Linked DNA regions of Capsicum annuum: region 2 is linked to region 1. Evidence: chromatin contacts called from public Hi-C data. All regions are on one chromosome and are shown on one strand. Each heading gives the region's core, a stretch centred on a gene start, on an enhancer-like site or on the middle of the called end of the contact. The rest is flanking DNA. Distances are from core to core; before and after follow the strand shown. Region 1 holds the start of LOC107853929 (regulatory-associated protein of TOR 1-like). Region 2 holds the start of LOC107847580 (F-box only protein 6).

Region 1 (3,431 bases), core at 502-3,001:
CCACAACTAGAACAGTAGATTCAGGTAACATTATAATAAAGAATAAGAAAGCATTCAAGATAGTTCAACATCCTAACAAGATATAAAACACAAACTACATGTGTAAATCTAGAGGTGATCTCTTCCTTTCCAACTTAGTACTTGGTTGATAGTGCTGACTGCAGGTTCTGTTTTTTGCTAAGTTTCATTTCTTAGAGCAACACAATATGCATTAATTAATTTGTTTGTACCCGAAAGAAAAGAACTTTAAATAATGCACTAAGTCAGGAACTAAATTCATATTGGAGATTAACATACTGGAACAAGCATCCAATGGATTGTAACCAAGATAACCAAAATAAAAAGAAAGTAAGAAGATTAAGTAGGTGTTTGGCCATGGAAACTTTTTAGATTTAAATTATTTTTTGCCGAATCCCCACACCCGTAAGTAGGTGTTTGGCCATGGAAATTTTTTAGATTTAAATTATTTTTTGCCGAATCCCCACACCCGTATCTATCCCTAGATCCATATTGCCGAATATTTAAATTGAGACCGTGAAGGATTCAAACTCTAGATCCGTACCCATATCGAACACCCGCACCCGAGTCCGAGCAACTTAGACTAGCAAGAGGATTCAATTGTAATGTAGATTGAACATGTCAATGTGTGTATATTTTTTTATCATTAAACCTTAATCTAACCAATCTTCGAAACTAAATTACATCAAATTAATTCCTATTCCCAAAATTAAAACTCATCTAAACCAAAGGCTGCACAAAAAGTATGAAGTTTCAAATTTTTGTCAAACCAATCAAAGTGCTAAAACAACACATAGCAAAATGTTTCTCCCTACTTCAATTCGATTATCTTACTTTCACTTTTAGTCCTTTTAGTCCGCTTCAAAAAGAATGTCGTTTTTCTTTTTCGGCAACTCTTTAATATCAATTTTTCACACGTCATCTTAAACATCACAAGATTTCAAGACCATAACATTCAAAAATTTCTTACTTTCTCAAACTTCATATCAAATCAAATCCAGTAGTTTCTTACTTTTTTGGCAAAGAGAAGAAAAAATGAATCAAAATCAACTCCAAAAAAGGAATACACTAGAAATGAAGACGGAAGAGCAAAAGAGTGAACTGTGCATATGTCACAATTGTAATGGCCAGAACTAATAGAAATTTTGAAGAATTCGACAGATAATAATAAGTCAAAAAATTATGTCAAAATCGTAGAAGAATACACTAACCTTAAAATTCCCAAATTAAAACAATTGAAGTGAAAATTCGATCTGACTTTTCAACACAAATTGAGAATCATAATTTGAACTGACTTTCCACCACTGAGAGAAATTGAAGTGCAAATTGAATATGGTTTATCTTTAACTCACCAAAATACATTCTTCAAATGTTGGTCTGAAATTAAATCGCCCAGAGAACCACGGTGGCCGGCGAGTGAGGCTGGCTTTCACCATCGGAAAACAATCTAATGGGTACCACCCACAAAATCGCAATATGGTTTGTTATCCGCAAAATCGATAATTGGTTTAAGAGAGAGGTTTTTATTAAAATGGTTTTTTTGGGCGGACTTGAAAATTTTTGTAAAGGGAATTTAAAGAGTCGATGCAATAATTTTTTTTTGCTCATGAAGTGTTATCATAGATGATTTTACCGCAAAGACTTTAACAACCGTTGCTATAAATCTACCTATTGCAACGGTAGTATTCAAAAGTGATGGTTATAAAGCTAAATTATAGTTAATAGAACTATTATTTTTTCAATGGTTGAAATAGTTGTAATAGATCTTTTATAGCTATGCTTTGACAACCGCTGTCAAAAAGTTTGTTGTCATAAAGGTAATTTCCAATAGTGACCCCTAACACCTACTCTAACATCCCCCTCCCCCAAACTACCAGCAAGGACGAATCCAGCCATTTGGTAGGGTTTATTCAAACTCCTTTCGATGAAAAAATATATCATTTATATATAATTAAAATTATTTTTTTATGTATATATAGTAGGTGTTGGATGCCCTCCGGCTAGATTTTCTTCAAATATTGAATCCCCTGAGTTGAAATTCTGGCTCCGCCTCTGCCTACCAGCCCCCTCCCTAGAAATAAATATTTAATTTTTAAATTTATTTTTTAAAAAAAGTTTCAAAAGTTTTTTTCTTATCCCACCCTTCTTACGCTATTCATTTTTATTATTTCTGTTAAATATATACAAATACTTTTAGAAATTATTTTCCGACTTGCATAACGAACACAAGAATATAGGTAAGAAATAATTTATTTTTCTAGAAAATGTTTTCCTCCTCCATATCAAACACACCCTCCAAAGAGTATTTTCAGGGTCAAAAATTATTTTTTTAGAAAGTATTTGCTACAGCTAAACGCTAAAATATATTTTCTAAAAAAATTTTTTTTTTTGGAGAAATATTTTTTCATTCACCAACCAAATATTAGAAAATATTTTTCACTCAACACTTAATATAAGAAAATATGTAAGAAACCAACTTGTTTTTCATAAAATATTTTCCTTGGTAGCAAACGCACCCTAAATACTAAACATTTGGAGTACCAACCAGAGTAGGAGATTTTAAATTGAATATGGAGAATTTGGTTATTCTACCAATCTCATGTTGCCATTTATTTGCTTGAGTGGTATCTGTTGGGTTCGAAATCGAGAGGGTGACATACGAAAGCTATTAGTTGCAAATTATTGTGGTGACAATTCAAAAAACATATAAAAATAATACTAAAAACTTAATATTGTTATATTATTTGGCCAATCGGCCTACATATAAAACATAATATTAAAAACATAGAAACTAATGAGAGAGAAAATCTCTCCCTAAATAAGACTCTTTGATGACTACATTGTTGATACTATTGTGTTATGGTATAAGAAGAGGAGCTTTCTATTTATAGAGGCTCAAAACTATATGAAAAAGTTTTATATTTTTCTTTCAGGAAAATAAAAGTAATTATGGTATTACTTTTATTTTTCTTCTAAGAAAAATAAAATTTAAATTTGGTAAGAAAATCAAGGCAAAAACACTAATAAATCTCTCATTTTTGGCTTGATTTTCTTGACTTCATCTTTATTCTTCACATAATCTTCATATATCAACGATTTTCACACATCACTGTTGCTTACCATAACTAAAAGTTGATATGGTTTGAAAATTGGAGCCCTATGCGTTGAAAATAAAAGCATAGATTAATATTATTGGAGCCCTGTGTTATAAGTAACAGGGTTGAAAGTTAAGCCTTGTGCATTAAAAGTGAGCACAGGTTAAGAGTGGAGCTCATGCGTTAAAAGTAAATGCATAAGTTGAAAGGCCTAGCATAAAAGTAAGCGGGGGTTGAAAGTAGCCCATAAACATGGGTTGAAAAATGATTTTGATTTTAAAGATGGATTAGCAGCAAGATTGTTGAAATTTTGTTTGA
Region 2 (3,443 bases), core at 842-3,341, 160 kb after region 1:
AACGGGTACAAATTTCATACACGGTGACTTATTAACGAATTAAGATCTTTTGGTCAAGTAAAGATCTCTTATGTGTAAAAATGAAGATCTCATATAAAAAAGTCATAAAGTAAAATAAAAATTGTAAGTGACCTAAAAACTCAATTCTCTTGTGAATTATGGCACGAGGATACATGCTACTAAGGTATAGAAATGATTTTCTAGTCTTTTACATTTGTTTTTGTAATCTTTATGACTTTTTTATAAGATATCTTCATTTTTATATACGTGACTTTTATTATTTCCTATAAAAGACCTGAAAAATTATTTTCTTTTATTCAAGTTCTAAGCAGACAATAGATCTCGCTTTTCATCATAGTTTAGGTCTCACAGACATTGGCGGATTCATAATTTAAGGATTGTGAGTGCTTAGAAAAATTAAAAAGTTAAAAAAAATAATTCCTCAATGAAGTTCAAACCTAGGGCACCCTTTCCAATAGAAAACCTTAAGATTAGCCTAAATGTCAGTGTATCCAACCAATTTTTTGTTTCAATGGGTGCTTTTATACGTTTTATACCTATCTTCATATATTTTTTATGTAATTGTACCTATTCCGCATCGAGTTTAATGGGTGTCGGAGCACCCCAAAACTTAACGTAGGTTCATCCCTACCCACAGATATTGAATATGAAACCTTTCTTTAAGCAAGGAAAATGTAACTGCAATTATTTATCCAACCACAGTATTTCAACTTAGGTAGGTGTATGTAATTTTCATTTATACAACCACAGTATTTCAACTTAGGTAGGTGTATGTGATTTTCTAATAAAATTGTGGAGACCATATATAGTTCATCGTTGTGCTTTAATGCATCAATATGTTAGTGAAACGATCATTACTTACTTGAATGGATCGGAGGATAAAAATATAAAACGACTCGAGGGTGGTTTGTATAAAATGAATGAAGGGGAAACCAAAGCGGTGGTAATTGGTTGCCATTTTGGAAAGAAATAATCAATTGAGGAAAAGTTGAAATACTTAATTAAAAAATAGGACAGTCGGTGCACTAAAGCTTTCGATATACGTAGAATTGGAAAAAGGCCCAACCATAAAAATATACATATAAGTTATAAAGATTAAATAAAAAATTATAAATGACAGAACAACTTATAAAGTTGTTAGTAAATTATTTTTATTTATCGAACTACTACTTCTTTTAAGAATTTCATGTTTTCTCTAATTTCCAATTACAATTGACAATTTACAGAGTTGGTGAAGCATTTCTTTTTCTCCATCCTCCTTTATTTTTAATATTTAATTGTTGGTCATCACTATGGAGGGACTTGTCTTGCTTCTAAGGTTCCTCTCCTATTTCCTTTTTTTTTTTTTTTTGTCTTTAATTTTGTATCTTAAATTTACGTTTATGTCAAAATTAAAAGTTTGAATTCTTCTTATCCTGTAAAGTGATAAGTCTGTAAGGGATTGTTTGGTTTGAAGTCAAGTTATGTTGGGATAAGTTAGAATTGAATTAATTATGTTGTGATTAGTTATTTCGTATTTAGTCATTCTGGTATAATTTCTTATTAATTGTTTAGTTTGTTGTACTAAAAATAATATGCATTGTATACTTTATAAGAAAAAGTAATTTATTTATAAAAATACTCTTCACCTTATTTAGTTTTTTTTTTAAAATATATTTTTCTACTATATTAGAAGCATGAGTAGATATTTAAGTTTCAACATGTGTGCTTGAGGGTATAAACCAATTAATGAAGAATATTTGCATCATCTTGGTTAGTTGCCCAAACATTATTTTACTCCACCGATTGTCCAGCCACCGCATCACTATACGTGGCTTTCATGCTTGTATTCAACTCTTGTCATTCACTAAATTGCTCTCTTTTACTATGAAAATCCTTCAAGCTCATTTCATCTTTTTGTATTTTCCCCATTTTTTTAAGGCATTTCTGAAATTTCAAGGTACTTCTATATTTTTCTCTTCATTTTTCTTTATTAGTTCTTATTTTCACATAATATCACGGATTAAAGAAAATGAGGGAGATTTTTAATTCATCTTTGTGAAATCGTTAATTATGTTATAAATTTGATAAAATTGATATTTATTCTATGAATGTATAATTTTTTTTATTTCTGTGAACACATGGGATTGCACTAAGCAAAGGACCCTCCAAAAAAAGATAGGAGAGGGTTATTTGTATGTTCGACGAGTCTGGAAAAATTTTAACTTGGAGGTTAGCTTTTTCATCCTTACGATTTAATTCTTTTCAATTGTAAAAATTCTTGTTCTTTCTTTTTTTTGTTTTTTCATCCAGTTTTTGGTGTCTGTATTGGAGCCCCGACTAATCTGGATCGCGCGTTGCAGGGCCCATTAAGGTGACAACGCTTCCAACAGAGTTTTCTCCATACCCAGAATCGAACCCTCAACCTCTGGTTAACGGTGGAGCAGCCCCATCCACTGCACTACAACCCGTGTTGGTTCTTGTTCTTTCTTTGATATATGAGATTTTTTATCTCAAATTTCAGTTTATCCTATTATGAGTTTGAGTTTGTTCTGTGATATTTGTTTAATCTTGAGACAAAATCAAATCACTTTTTGCCTTAATTAATTAATCAAATAGAACAACTAAATTTGCAACCCCCAAAAAATATCTATTAGCAAATACTTTATTCTACACTTATTTATTCGTCATTAAAAAATTATAGTGTAGTTAGGTAAAAATATTTTTACACACACATATATATTGACACTTCTTGATTTTTTTGTGAATTTATTTATTTATATTTTGACGCTCCTAGATGAAAATTTTAACTTCGCCGCTGCTTGAATTGTGATTGATGCCGATCTTCCAAGCTCCCCACAGATGAAAAGAATACAAGAATTCATTATTATGAATGCTTAGTAAGTCTATACTTTCCAGGGGGTATTTTTTTTACTTTATCTTTATATATTTATGTTTAGATTGCTACATGGCAAACGCAAAAGTGATAATTCATTAACCAGTTGAAATTTCTGGTGGTAAAATATATATGGGTATATATTTATGTTTACATTATTATATTAAAGTGTGAAGGATTTTTGAAAATTAATTTGCACTTTTACATTTTATTAAAAATCTCCGCAAGAAATAAAATTATTTAATTTTAAATAATCAAACGTTACACATGCGAGACACGTGTGATTAGGCTAGTTTTATAAAGGGGTTGAACCCAAATTAGTAGAATGCTAGATCAAATTAGTGATTATAAAAAGAGTTTGAGGGTTATTTTTGTCATTTTAGTTATTTTATTTCATGATAAATTATTCTAGTACTATCATATCATTAAGAGAGAGGAATAACTAATTCTGGTACTACTAACTAATTGAGTTTGCAACCAAACGAAAGATTATGGGGTCTTTTGGTGTAAGACATAAATATAAATAGTCCCGAAATAAAATAAATGA

The links. Hi-C and Micro-C count contacts between places; a contact is called where the count stands out from the background.
Region 2: a Hi-C map of bud shows a contact between it and region 1, with 2.2 times the contacts expected there. The contact joins the promoter of LOC107847580 here to the promoter of LOC107853929 in region 1. A contact is called at or near these places in 2 of 5 Hi-C or Micro-C datasets (bud and placenta).

Annotation. Positions count from the first base shown.
Region 1 is chr11:92,553,921-92,557,351 of UCD10Xv1.1, forward strand. It overlaps LOC107853929 (regulatory-associated protein of TOR 1-like), which reads right to left and starts at 1,752. Exons shown (of 2, transcript XR_007046720.1): 1 at 1,371-1,752.
Region 2 is chr11:92,717,100-92,720,542 of UCD10Xv1.1, forward strand. LOC107847580 (F-box only protein 6) reads left to right here and starts at 2,092. Exons shown (of 3, transcript XM_047398844.1): 1 at 2,092-2,232; 2 at 2,364-2,472.